Regions from separate parts of the Sus scrofa genome. Here region 1 is linked to region 2. A link is a contact called in public HiChIP or PLAC-seq data. All regions are on one chromosome and are shown on one strand. Each heading gives the region's core, a stretch centred on a gene start, on an enhancer-like site or on the middle of the called end of the contact. The rest is flanking DNA. Distances are from core to core; before and after follow the strand shown.

Region 1 (6,411 bases), core at 2,066-4,565, 54 kb before region 2:
GGGTAGTCTCGAACTAATGAGAAGCTGTCAGGTTCTGTGTCTGATTTCAAAGTCACCCCAGCAGGGTTTGCTGCTGGACTGGATGTGTGCAAGTGGAAGAGTGGCATTGAGCAGGGCTGCAGGGTTTGGGGATGACGACGGAGTGTTGGGCGCCCGGCCTGGCACCTGGTGGGTCAGAAGATGAGTGAGGGCACAGGCTCCCCTTGTGTGTCAGCCTCGTCCCCTAGACCAGGGGACTCAGCACCTTCAGCCATTTGTCCCCTCTCCTGCAGTGCTTTCTGGCACGTCCTCAAGTCTGAGCTTGTGCCAGGCCAGTGGGTGACCTGTTTTTAACGTGCACAGCCTGACACAGTTCTCTTGTCCCACCAAGAACCTTTCCACCCTCGTGGCCCTGCAAACGCGCCTCAAGCACCTGCAGGCCGTGAAGGACGGGCGGTACGTCTTCCTGCTCCGCAACAAGCAGTCGCTGCTGTCGGAGCTCAAGCGTCTGGAGGACCGGCTGGGCAGCATCAACAACATCCTCCACCACGTGAAGGAGGAGTACCCGCAGTTCCAGGGGGCCCTGCTCAAGGTCAGCCAGTCCATCACCAACGGGCTGGGGTCCCCTGGGCCCTAGAGAGCGCCTGGACACCCCTCTTCCAGGCGGGCCCCCAAGGAAGGGATCAGTTTTGTGCATTGTCGGGGACTTTGAATACGTTTGTCTGTCCCTGCTTTACTGAAAGTCACCGCTGCCCTCAGAGAATGACGCCACTTAAAAAAATACGCCAGCGCTGTAGGAATTGTTTGTTTAGCCACCCCGCTGTATAAATCAGGTCAAATCCCAACGTTTCCAGTTCCATTTTCCACAAGTATTCCATTTGCAAAGCAGACCCCCGTGCCCTCGCTGGGCTTACTCGTCCAAGGAAAACGGGAAACCAGGTCTCTGTTCCCGCCCCACTCCCAGCTTGGGTTAAATCCAGATGCCCAGCTCACCGGAGCAAGTCCGGAGGACGTGAAGCCCTAGCGGAATCTGCAGGGCCTGACGTCTGCGATTAGACCGTGCAGGTGCAGGAACACAGACCTCCTTGTCTGTGTCGGGTCCCCACCACCCTGGTCCACCCCGGGCTCCTCCTCCCACGCTCCGACTCCTGAACCCCTGCTGCCTATGGCTTCTTCGAGGGCTTAAGGGGAAAGGTAATCTTACAAAGTAATTTTAAACTTTTCAGCAGGAAAATAAAGTTTTTTTCTGAATATGAAAGTGTATTTATTCTAAAACATTTCAGAAGTACATAAAGAAGCAAGGAAACCCTCAATTCCCCTCCCCATACACACACACTGCTGGGGCTTTCTGACAAAATCACGGGGTCTGGCTCTTGTATTTCACCCTGGAAAGCCGGCACCTCTTAATATAAGCCTTTCCTCGATGGAAAAAAAGTTCCTTGTAATTGAACGTTTTCGCGACAGTCGATGGGTCACGACTAAACGCTGTTTTTGCCCTCCGGGTGCTGAGCACCTGTGCCCACCCCGGTTCCGGCTAGATGCCCAGGGTCGGGCCTCGGGGGCTGCCTGGCTGGCTGGCTCCGGGATGCCGAGGGCAAGTTCCCGCGTGGGCGTCACGCCCCCCCAACCGCAAAGCTGAGGTTCCCCCTGCCTCCGCGGGGAGCGCGCTCCCTCGCAGAGTGCGCGTCCCCTCGGGCTCCTCCCACGTTCCGGGAGTGCCCAGGCCGGAGGACAGCGGGGCCCTCCCAGCACGCGCCCGGCACCTAAGGCGCCTGCTCGTGCGGAGGCGGGTGGGAGTCACGTGACCCCGCCGCGGCGGCGGAGCCTGGAGTTCCCACTGCGCCGCGTGCGCGTGCGCAGAAGTGAGCCGGGCCGGGCCGAGCCGGACCCGGGCGCGCGTGCGCGGAGGTGAGTGGGCCGGGCTGCGAGACTCGGGCTGAGGGTGGTCCCCGCGAACGGCGGTGGAGGGGGGCCAGGGTGGTGCGCTGCAACCCCACAGACCCGAGGCTTGGCGGGTCGCGGCCGTCGCGGAAGGGGCGGGATCGAGCCGTATATGGATTGGGGGTCCGTGCTTTCCTATTGGGGAAGTTGATTACAATGTGCCGGGACGGCGGCGGAGGGCAGTGTTAGGGCAGCTGCCAGCAGCTGGTCTTTCTACCCGGGGAGAAACCAAGCGACACCTGGAGGGTTGGCGAACCCAGGCTTATTACACCGGTGAGCTCAGAGGAGATCGCTCTCCGGAGTCTGAGCCCCGAGGAGGGGTTTTACAGGGCTCTTATGGGCTAGCCCTTCTGGGTCCGTGCTGGGCAGAGCGGACCGGAGTGGGCAGAGGCAGGACGGCTGATGCAGAAGCAAGTTTACAGAAGCTGATGCGTGGGAGGGGTGGTTGGGGTCAGTTGGCTGGACCTTGCTTGGTCATCGTGACCCGGGTGTTCTGTTCTCCCTGCTCATCATCTCAGGACATTTTCTCCTTCAGCAGCAGTAACGACTGGGACCCCACTGACATCAGGCACCCCGAAACTCCACGGTTCCCCCTCACTTCTCCCGAGCTGGGCGGGGAAGGCTGTGCTTGCCCTTGGTGGCAGGGAGGAAGCTGAGACGCAGGAGGATAAGGACCCTTTACTCCCCTCTGCCCAAGGTGGAGATGGGTTTTGAACCCGCCTTGTCTGCACCACCACGGTGGCCTAGGGAGCAGCGGTTCTGAGCCACTTCCCTGAAAGCAGGGTGACAAGGCTTTCTGGGTCGGCAGTGCCACTTGATCTACTGACCTTCAGTTCTTCCCCATTTTCTCTCTAAACTGTTGGCCGCTGTGACGGGGGCTCCTCCCTTTTCTAGGCTCTCCTCCTGGTCTGTAAAACGGAGGCAGGGAACGCAGGGCATAGGGTGCTGCTCTGGCCGTGCCTCTGGCCACCTGTGCACCTTCTAAGGTCTGGGCGGGAAGGGCCGAGTCAGTGCCTCAGAGCTCCCCAAGTGAGGGCTCCTAGGCTCTGAGTTCCCTAGTTTCGGAATCATGATGACAAGGTGTGTCTGGCAAGGTCACGTGGATCTGGGACACTGTGGTATAAAAGGACATATTTCGTCTGCCCCCCCAGTTTCTGGCATGCAGCTCCTAAAACCCCTGGGAACTTGGGAGTGATGAATGCCTTTCCTGTGCCAATGAGATGACTGGGGGGAGGGGGCTGTACACAGCTTTAAAATGGGGTCTGGTCTCCAGAGGGACTAAGGCACTTTCACCTGGCCTCCCTCGAGGGAGGGAGAGAAGCTGGTGATTAAGCCAATCACCACTGGTCGATGGTTTCATCAGCTGTGCCCACATAATGAAACCCTAAACTAGTTGAGGTTTGGGGGCTTCCCGCCGGTGAACTCATGTTGGTGCTGGGAGGGAGGGCCGCCTGGAGAGGGCGTGGAAGCTCTGCAGCCCTCCCCAGACCTTGCCATCTGGCTGTTCCCACGTCGTGTCCTTGATAATAAACAGGTAACAGTAAGCAAGCACTTTAATGAGTTCTGGGAGTCATCTAGCTGTTTATTCAACCTGTGGAGGAGAGAGGTGTTTTTGGGAACCCAGGAGTTTACAGCCGCTTGGTCGGATGTGCCGGTGACAAGCTGGGACTTGCAGTTAGTGTCTGAAGTGGGGGGTGTCTTGTGGGACTGCGCCCTCAACCTGTGGGGTCGGCACTAACTCTGGGAGTGCGTGTCAGATGTGAGTTCAATTGCTGGACACCCAGCTGGTGTTCAGAGAGTGGAAGAATTGGCTGGTTTGGAAAACCCCACACTTTTGGTGCCAGTCATGTGATACAAACACAGTTCACTCTTGCACCAAATGTACCTGTGGCCCGTGGTGGCTGGAAAGCTCCAGGTGGCCAGTCTGTGTCTCAGAGGCTCAGATGCTCCGTGACCTGGGTGCACCTGTGACTCTTCCCCAACACTCGCATCTCTCTGGCGGTCACAAGGATGCGGCTCCCAGACCTCCTGCCACAGGGAGTGTCGTTGGTGGAGGCTCCGTTGCTGGGCCTGAAGTCCAGCGCTGCATCCTGGCCCAGAACTCTAGGGCGGGCCGCTCCTGGGAGACCTGCACCCCTCTGACAGCCAGCTCTGTCTGGCTTGAGGACCCCCAAACCCATGGACTGGCCTATCCTTCCTTAGTCTCCGTGGCAGTCTGGGGCGCCTGGACCCAGCACCCACCGTGGGGTCTGCCTCGAGTGGCTGTGGTGGCGTTCCCTGGCATCCTCCCCATTTGCTCCCAAACGCACAGAAAGTGCTCCCTGATACAACCCTTGCACTTTGAGGAGTTCCCGCTGTGGCTCAGCGGTAATGAACCCGGCTAATATCCACGAGGACATGGGTTTGATCCCCGGCCTCCCTCAGGGGGTGAGGCTCTGGCATTGCTGTAAGCTGTGGTGTCAGTTGCAGGCATGACTTGGATGTGGCATTGCTGTGGCTGGGGTGTAGGCTGGCGGCTGTGGCTCTGATTCAGCCCCTGGCCTGGGAACTTCCATATGCCACAGGTGCAGCCCTGGCGTGTGTAGTCCAATGTCTGTGTCTGTTCCTCAGGGCGCTGGGCCAGCAAAGTTCCCTGTCAAATACTTAGAACGGACAGGTAAGCAAGATGCAGGTCATCAGTCTTAGAGCCGGAGCAGCCAGGGAGGCTGTGGTGCAGCTGCTGTGCCCGGGACCCAAAACCAGACCCCACACGAGAGGGTTTCTCTCACACCTGGCCGAGGGGCCACGTCCTGGGGGCCAGCCTTCTCCTGAGTGTTGCGTGGGGCTGCAGCGCCCAAGACCCTCACAGGCTGTAGCCTCGTCCGGTCGGCTGGAGGGAGGGTACCTGTCTGCCTTCCGCCAGTCTTCACAGGGGAGCCATCTATTGTCGCAACTTGTTTGTTCCAAGTGTCAGCCTGTCGCGTGGGTTCTGTATGTTATTAAGTCGTTTCTACAGACATTCTAGAAGAGTCTATCTGCAGCGTATTGGAAGACTTCACAATGCACAGGGCTCTGTAACCCTGTTTGGGACTTTTCTCTCCTTTCGCTTTTTCCTCCCTCCCCTACATCCGCCCGCATCCTCGCCAGACAGCGCTTCCAGCCCGGGCGCAGTGGGCCAGGCACAAGCTCAGTCTGGAAGCTGCTTTGAGAGTCCCCTTGATCTGAGAGAGACAGCAGGGAGTGACCGCTTGAAGTGAGATCTTAATTCTCTGCTCAGGAATTGAACCTGGGCAGCCTGGAGGAGGACCAGGAGTCCCAGCCACTAGACCAGCTAGAGGCTAAGACAGAATTGTCCTGATTCTTGCCCCCTGTTGAAAATAAGAATGTGGAGTTCCCGTCATGGTGCAGTGGTCAAGGAACCCAACTAGGAACCATGAGGTTTCGGGTTTGATCCCTGGACTCGCTCAGTGGGTTAAGGATCCGGTGTTGCTGTGAGCTGTGGTGTAGGTCACAGACGCAGCTCAGACCCGGCATTGCTGTGACTGTGGTGTAGGCCGAAGGCTACAGCTCCGATTAGACCTCTAGCCTGGGAACCTCCATATGCCGCCGGTGTGGCCTAGAAAAGGCAAAAAGACAAAAAAAAAAAAGAAAAGAAAATTAGAAGGTTTCAAGGAGGCAAAGACTGTGAAAAGAGGTCTGAAGTATATTGTTAGAGTCACAGCAATAGCGTTTACTTAGGTCAGAAGCAAGGCCTTACCACACACCCCAAAGCGGAGTGTGGGAGTGGGCGTCCCCCGGAGTGAGAAGCGCACCAGCGGTGACTGAATCACTTCAATAGCACGGTTCTTGTTATCCTGTTTGAATTCTCACACCTGACGGGGCACAGGACCCTCCCCAACAAGCGTGCGCATCTTTTGACAAAGACGGATTCCAGAGCAAAGGATGCCGGGACAGCGTCAGGACTCGTTGTGGCCTGGCGCCCCTCCCTTTAGGACCCCCGGGGGCCTTACTGCGCATGTGTAGTTGGGGAGCTCTCTTGACCCCAGGAGAGATGGGAGGGGTCATCTCATGTCTCTACTCCGGCTGAGCTCAGCTCCTGCCACTTACTCCCTCCTTGACGTAGCAGAGAAGCCAGGCCCAGTTAACTCAGCCTAACAAGTCCCAGCTGTTCCCAACCCAGGGCCCATCCAGCTCCTCCCTCACCCTGAGACCCTGGCCGCCCCTCCTGCCGTTCCTTTGAGCCTGGTTCTTCTGTCTGCAGGCCTCCAGGACCCGCTGCCCGTGGCGCCCAGCCATGAGGTGGCCGCCCTGCTCCCGCCCCCTGCTGGGGGTCTGTGCCCTCATCTCCTTGGCCCTCCTGGGGCACGTCCTGCTCCACGACTTCCTGGTGGTCCCCGAGAGCTGCGCAGCTTCTCCCAAGAGCCCGAGGAGATGTACAAAGCTCGCCGGCCCGGAGCCAGCAGCCCGGGGCCCCAGCCCGGCCCAGGGCACCGTGGCAGTCCCAGCGCTGTG
Region 2 (7,111 bases), core at 2,235-4,734:
GCCGCGGCAGCGGCCCAAGAAATGGCAAAAAAAAAAAAAAAAAAAAAAAAAAAATTTGAGCCAATACAACTAGAGATATTTAAGAATTGTACTTCTTAAATCACAGCGGATAAAGGAAGTATTTCCCCAAGATTAAAGAGAAGTTTGAGGCAGATTACCTGAATATCCAAACACTGCAGGACAGAAATACTGAAGGTAGCTGTTTTGCCTGTACCAGACTGAGATCTAGGAGAGAAAACACAGAAAAATGGGATTTAGAATGATGGGCCACATGCCACTGCTCCCATCATGTGACCTCTGTCCAGCAGTGCTCCGGGGAAGCATGTGGGGAGCGTCTTACAAGTAGACCCCACTCCCCCACCGCACCCCCGGCCAACATCTTCACCTCAAGGGGGTGGGACTCAGGCACGTGTCCCAACTTTCAAATCACAGGTGATGGGGATAATAAACAGGAAGTGATGAAGCTGCAGAATCTGTAACTTCAGTGGCTAAAAAAGAGATTTCCTTTCATATAATCGTCTGATTTCAGACTCACGCAGCCAAAAAAAAAAAAACAGGCAAATTGGGAATAAAGCTATTAAGAGTATTATACATAATCCCATTTGCCAAATGATAGGTAAGGAAATTGGGCTTTTTTAAAAAAGAGCTTTCCAGAGTGGAGGACACAAAAATAAAAAGTGCCTATGGCTGAATGCAAGGCCAGGGCTGGTCACGGCGACGGAAGGAGAAGCGCAAAGGCGCTGCTGTGCTGAGCAGCCCGGCCCGGGCCCGGCTCCCGCAGACTCACTGTGCAATGACATCTCTCCCCTTGATGATCTGCTTAATAGCTCGCTGCTGGATTGCCGAAGGCTTTTCAAAACCTGTAAATTAGAGCAGAAAACAATTAGTTCTAACCGCTAGGACAGCATGCTTACAACCAGACGCTGGGGCTCCTCGAGGGCAAGGATGGGCTCTCTTTCTTCCTTTCTCTTTCGGCTGCCCCTCGGCATATGGAGTTCGTGGGTATGTGATCAAATCTGAGCCACAGCTGTGACCTACACCACCGCTGTGGCAACACCAGTTACTTTCACCCACTGTGCCAGGCAGGGACTGAACCTACATCCTGGTGCTGCAGATATGCCACTGATCCCGTTGCACCACAGAAGGAACTCCAAGGATGGTATGTTTTTTAAAAAAAAAAAAAACCCTCCTGATGCAATGTCCAACATACTGAGCTCTCAAAAAACAGCTGTTGAACAAAGCAGGATTTGTGGACTTTTGTGGATTTTTTTTTTTAGGGCCACACCTGCAGCATATGGAGGTTCCCAGGCTAAGGGTCGAACGGGAGCTGTGGCTGCTGGCCTGAGCCACAGCCACAGCAACTTGGGATCTGAGCCACGTCTGCAACCTCCACCACAGCTCCCGAAACGCCGGATCCTTAATCCACTGAGCCAGGCCAGGGACTGAACCCACAATTTCATGGATACTAGTCGAGTTTGTTAACCACTGAGCAAGGGAACTCCAGTGGATTTTCTTTATAGTAACATATGATCTTATTTATACAGACAAAATCTCTGAGGAACATTGTTGCAAACAGAGACCCTAGTTAGGTTTAAAAAAAAAAAAAGTTAACAGGTGGTTACTGCTGGAGAACAGGGGGAGGGAAGCTCACATCTTACTTCCATTACTACTGCATTGTTTGACTTCATTACAATAACCTGCATTGTTGGGGGTGTTTTGGCATCACTTGTTAAATTAAATAACCCATCACAGTCAGTCACTACTCCCTATCAGCAGTAAGTCTTTGGGTAGGTGACATCATCTAAAAACGAATGTCACCTACGCCTCCCGCCCTGGATGCCCTCCTGCCCTGGATGCGGCTGCGTGAACTGCAACCCCTCTACTGTCTGAGTAAACAAAACTTCATGTACAAATAATGGACATGAAATAATTCTCATAGTCTTTTAAAATGTAGTAAACTTCCCACTTAACACAAAAGCCAATCTAATGTGATTTAAACCCCTCATGATGACGCAGCAGGTGTTTCAGGGAAGGGAGGCCCTAGATCCCAAGAGGCAGGTGGGCTGTGAGCCTCACTACAAGGCTTAGTTGCTATAGTTCACCTCCCGTTCCCTCAGCACCTTCTCTGCACTAAACTGTCCTGACTCAAGGACTGCTGGATAAAAAAGATGCCCCAGTCCCAGGCATTAAGCACGGATGCTGCTCATTCCGGAGAGTAGCCCCAACCCCGCCTCTTCCGAGGCTCCCAGCTAGGACAACTGATGGCTCACAGGTCCCTCAAGCTCCCCTCATTCAAGAAGTGCTCCCACCATTACTCCCTGCCTGAGCAGAGGGCAGCATCACCGGTCCCATCAGCCACACACCTAGGATTTTCCTCTGCTGCTTACATCCATCTCCACCAGAAAACCATCATCTCTCCCCCGGACTGGAACAAAAAGCCTCCTAGCATCTCCCTGCTTGCTCTCCCGCCTCACCTCCACCCACATCAGACACCCCAATTCACTTCTAACTAAATATGGTCCTGTCGCTTCCTTGCATGAGACCCTCCAATGGCCTCCCCCACTGCACTCAGAAATAAAATGCACTCTCTTTATCACCCCAGACTTCACTCTTCAAGATGTGGCCCCCTCCTCCCTCCCCACAGGGAGGACAGGAGATTCTGTTCCTGGAATGTCCCCGGCTCCGGGCTGCAGGACCTGGCACCAGCTGCCCCCTCTGCCCAATTCTAACATAACCTTCTCATAACGGGCTCCTTAGCTGAGTCTCAGTTCAAATGCCAGGCCCTACTGGCAGCCACCTTGCCTATTTGCTCTACTAGTTTAACTCTCTCCTCCGCGCAGCTTGAACCAATTATCCCGCTTAATTTTCTCCGTAGCCATTACCATCGATTATACAGTCCTCCTCCCAAATGTAACTTAAACTAAGGCTTAAGCTAACTTAACTAAGGGCACGAACCTGTCTGGTTCCCTACTAAGCCCCGAGTACCTAGAGCCGCGCACCTGGCCGATACAAGACAGTTATCCGCTGAATGAATGACTCCCAAGTGCCCAAAGGACCCTGCAGCCCTCTTGGGTCCCAGCAGGGCGCGCTGCCGGGAGGACAACACCCGAACCCGCCGGCACAGATGGGGGTGGATACGCGTGGTGAGGGAAGGGGTCACCCGTGACCCACCCCGGGCTCGGCCCCAACCCGGATCCCCGACCTTCAGGACCGCCACACTCCCAGTCTCGGGACCCAGCCCTCGGCCGGGCCCATGCTCTCCGGCGGGCGCTCGCAGCCCGCGCCCCGCGCCCACCGACCGTAGGCATAGATGCCGCGCAGCAGGTCCTCCCGCAGGCCCATAGTGTCGAACGTGGGAGTCACGTCCACCTCCTCGCTGGTCTCGAATTCCACTTTGGTCATGTCTTCCTCTTTCAGCAGCCGCTTCCGCGCCGAGCCTGAGGTCGCCATCGTGGCCGTGGCCGCCATGATGCCGAGCGGGCTGAGAACCGACTGCGCGCCGCACCGGGAAGCGGAAGTAGAGCGCCGCGCCGTCGCCGCCGCCAGGAACTGACGGCATCGCGCGCGCGTGCCTGCGTAGGAGCGTGCGTCGGAGCCGCGCTCGGAAGGGGCGGGGAGCTCCTGGTCACGTGAAAGGGGAAAGGGGCGGTGCCGCAGCTCTCGAGGGGGAGGGGTTCCGCGGGATCCGCGGGCCCCGCCCCTGGCCACACCCCGCCCCTCCCCGCACCCGCGTAAGGTAGGCGCCGGGGTTCGCCCGGGTCCCTCGGCTTGGGCTCTGGGCTGGGCTGTTGCGCGGAGGGTTACCGGTTACCTGGCCGCATTACCGGTTCCTCAGCGCGGCAGGGTAGAACTGGAACTCCTGCAGACGAGCTGCGGCGTGCGCCAGGGCGCCCCTGCCGGGAGGAGGCACCCGGGTGCTGGTCCCTGCCTGCGCTCATTATCCCGTGTAAACATGGCCCCGTGGGCCATGCTTCTCTAAAACTTCAAGTGCCTCTAAAATCAAGTACCGCAAAACTGGCCTCTGAACCGATTTCATCACTTGACGGACGTTCATCTGTGTTGTGTGAGAACAGCGATAACTTTGTGAAACTTGTACTTGCCCAAGTGCCAGCTCCGTCCTTTCTCATTGTTTGCTTGGCTCCCATCCTGGGCATATCTTTAATTCACAGCCTCTTTCCAGGAGTGCTTAAACGCTTTCCTGTTGTGAAGGTTAATTCAGTGAAAACTGGGTGATCATATTATCCATTAAAATCAGGCATAAGAGTGCAGAGGTTTGCAGTTTGTTGACAGCAAACAAGTAAATGAGGTCTTTTCCTGAAGCTCTGGCCCAGACCTTAGAATATGTCCAGACTCTGCAAGAAAATTGACCTGATAAACGTGCCTGATAAGGATGCTAGTATGGGAAGTTCCCCTTGTGGCTCAGTGGGTTAAGAACCTGACTAGCATCCATGAGGACACGGTTCGATCCCTGGTCTTGCTCAGTGAGTTAAGGATCTGGCGTTGCCGTGAGCTGTGGTGTAGGTTGCAGATGTGGCTCAGAGCTGGCACAGCTGTGGCTGTGGTGTAGGCCGCCAGCTATAGCTCCAATTTGACCTCTAGCCTGAGATTTTCCGTATGCTGCATGTGTGACCCTAAGAAGCAAGAAAAAAAAAAATGCCAGTATTACTCAAACCTTAGAGTTCCAGCTGTGGCACAGAGTAAGTTGCTGCGGAGGGCATGGGTTCAGTCCCCAGCCTGTGCAGTGGATTAAAGTATCCCAGGTTGCCACAGTTGGTCACAGCTGCAGCTTGAATTTTTTTTTCTTTAAAGGGCCACACCTGCAGCATATGGAAGTTCCTAGGCTAGGGGTCAAATCGGAACTACAGCTGCCTGCCTATAGTAGCCACAGCAATTTGGGATCCAAGCTTCTGCAACCTACACCACAGCTCACAGCAACACCAGATCCTTAACCCACTGAGACAAAACAGGAACTCCCAGCTGCAGCAGGGATTTTAATCCCTGGCCCAGGAATTTCCATACACCACGGTTCAGACCTTAAAAAAAAAAATTAAATATTTATAAATCTGAATTTCTTTCTTAGACTTTAAAGTGAATAAAATACAAATGTATACAGAATAAGTTGCTGCGGAGGGCATGGGTTCAATCCCCAGCCTGTGCAGTGGATTAAAGTATTCTCAGGTCTTGCGATTCCACAGAGGGGTTATCCGTGTCCTCTCTGAAGTAGCCCACATTGTTTTGCGAACTGTCCTAGGGCTGTGCTGTAAAACGCACACAAATTTCAGACTTAGTATAAGAAAACGAGAGGAATTCCTGTCGTGGCGTAGCAGAAACGAATACAACTAGGAACCATGAGGTTGCTGGTTCAATCCCTGGCCTCGCTCAGTGGGTTAAGGAGCTGGCATCGCTGTGAGCTGTGGTGTAGGTTGCAGATGTGGCTCAGATCTAGTGTGACTGTGGCTGTGGCGTAGGCCAGCAGCTGTAGCTCCAGTTAGACCCCTAGCTTGGGAACCTCCATATGCTGCGGGTGTGGCCCTAAAAAGAAAAAAAGAACAAGAAAGACCTCGTTAATAATTTTTATATTGATTATATGTAGGAATGTTCGTATTTTAGATACATGAGTTAAACCGTGTTATTTAAATCGATTTAACCCATTTCTTTTCCTTTTTCAAATACGTCTACCAGAACCATCTTAATTACAGAAGATATTCCTCTTGGACGGTGCTGCTCTAGGTACTAAACAGTAGGTGAAATAACCTTGTCAGGCGTGTGGGGGAGAGTAAATGGAAGACCACGGAGTTTATGGGTCTGGTACCAAAGGGGAGGGGAAGAAAGAATTGCCTCTTCTGCCCCCGTTCAGAGATTTTTTAATCTTATTCATGATCCGCTTGAACTTGTCTTTTGCCGTCTCACTTTTAGGACATTTTGTACTTTTCCTGGCAGTGTCCCTTTCTCGGGATGTCTGAACACACAACTGAAAGACCTCTTCCTTTGGTTTGGGCCCAATAACGTTTCAGCTGTTTAGGCCAGAGTCCATGAAGAGGACAAGAGTTGGGGTGGGTGTGGGGGTGCAGGGTTGGGGACACCACTCTTTAGGGAAACAGTGGAAACCAGGTTGACTTGACCTTCATCCCCCTTGGAGTTCATCTAATCCCGAGGGATGGCCCCTCCCCCAGGTGGGAGCTGAGGTGCCCAAGACAGAGGGTGCTGCCCCCGCCCCCCGCCGCCACCGGAAGGCCTCCTTGGGATGGTAAAGAGTGTACCTGCGCTCTTGCAGGAGCTGGGGGCTGGCGGTGGGTACGATATGTCATAGGGAGCTGTGTTTTCTTTGTGCGGGAGAGAGGCCTCTGGGAAATCGCAGCCAGGATGAGAGCTCCTCTCAGGAGAGGAGGTTTTTCCCGTTCAAACACGGTGCAGTTTGCTTTATCAGCAGCAGACGGGTTTTGAATACGCCTGGCTCTTTGCCCTCTTTGTTAAAATATGCTCCATGTTGTGCTGGATACAAGCCTTCGCAGTTGCCCCTTGAGCAACTCAGGAGTTAGGGGTGCCCACCCCCTGTGTACTCAGAAATCCAGGTATAACTTTTGACTCCCCCAGAATTTAAGTTCTAATAGCCTACGGTTGACCGGAAGCCTGCCAAATAACATGAACAGTTGATTAGCATGTCGTGTGTTATATGTATTATACTGTATTATATGTATTATATACTGTATTTATTGACCCCCTCAATAAAGTAAGCTAGAGAAAATGCTATTAAGAAAATCAGGAGTTCCCGTCGTGGCACAGTGCTTAACGAATCCAACGAGGAACCATGAGGTTGCAAGTTCGATCCCTGGCCTTGCTCAGTGGGTTAAGGATCCAACGTTGCCGTGAGCTGTGGTGCCGGTGGCAAATGTGGCTTGGATTAGCGTTGTTGTGGCTATGGTGTAGGCTGGCAGCTGTACCCCTAGCCTGGGAACCTCCATATGCCACAGGAGTGGCCCTAGAAAAGGCAAAAAGACCAAAAAAAAAGAAAAAAGAAAAAAAGAAAATCATAAGGAAGAGAAAATACCTTTATAGCACTTTACTGTAATTATTGATACCCCAAGTTTACATTATCTGTTTGCAAATAAAT

Evidence for each region. HiChIP or PLAC-seq counts read pairs in DNA pulled down with a chosen protein or histone mark.
Region 1: an H3K27ac HiChIP or PLAC-seq map of alveolar macrophages shows a contact between it and region 2. The contact joins the promoter of GAA here to the promoter of EIF4A3 in region 2. A contact is called at or near these places in 1 of 5 promoter capture datasets (liver), 4 of 47 Hi-C or Micro-C datasets (liver and retroperitoneal adipose tissue) and 1 of 2 datasets of contacts at active chromatin or transcription factors (alveolar macrophages).

Annotation. Positions count from the first base shown.
Region 1 is chr12:2,336,771-2,343,181 of Sscrofa11.1, reverse strand. GAA (lysosomal alpha-glucosidase) reads left to right here and starts at 3,315. Exons shown (of 23, transcript XM_021066505.1): 1 at 3,315-3,454; 2 at 6,161-6,287; 3 at 6,290-6,411. The coding sequence starts at 6,194. It overlaps LOC110255946 (a long non-coding RNA gene), which reads right to left and starts at 5,259. Exons shown (of 2, transcript XR_002336941.1): 1 at 4,691-5,259; 2 at 3,355-3,511. CCDC40 (coiled-coil domain-containing protein 40) reads left to right here. Exons shown (of 20, transcript XM_021066502.1): 20 at 371-1,229. The coding sequence ends at 807.
Region 2 is chr12:2,282,052-2,289,162 of Sscrofa11.1, reverse strand. It overlaps EIF4A3 (eukaryotic translation initiation factor 4A3), which reads right to left and starts at 3,484. Exons shown (of 12, transcript NM_001100193.1): 1 at 3,300-3,484; 2 at 788-860; 3 at 159-225. The coding sequence starts at 3,468. It overlaps LOC106505378 (a long non-coding RNA gene), which reads left to right and starts at 5,515. Exons shown (of 2, transcript XR_002336940.1): 1 at 5,515-5,730.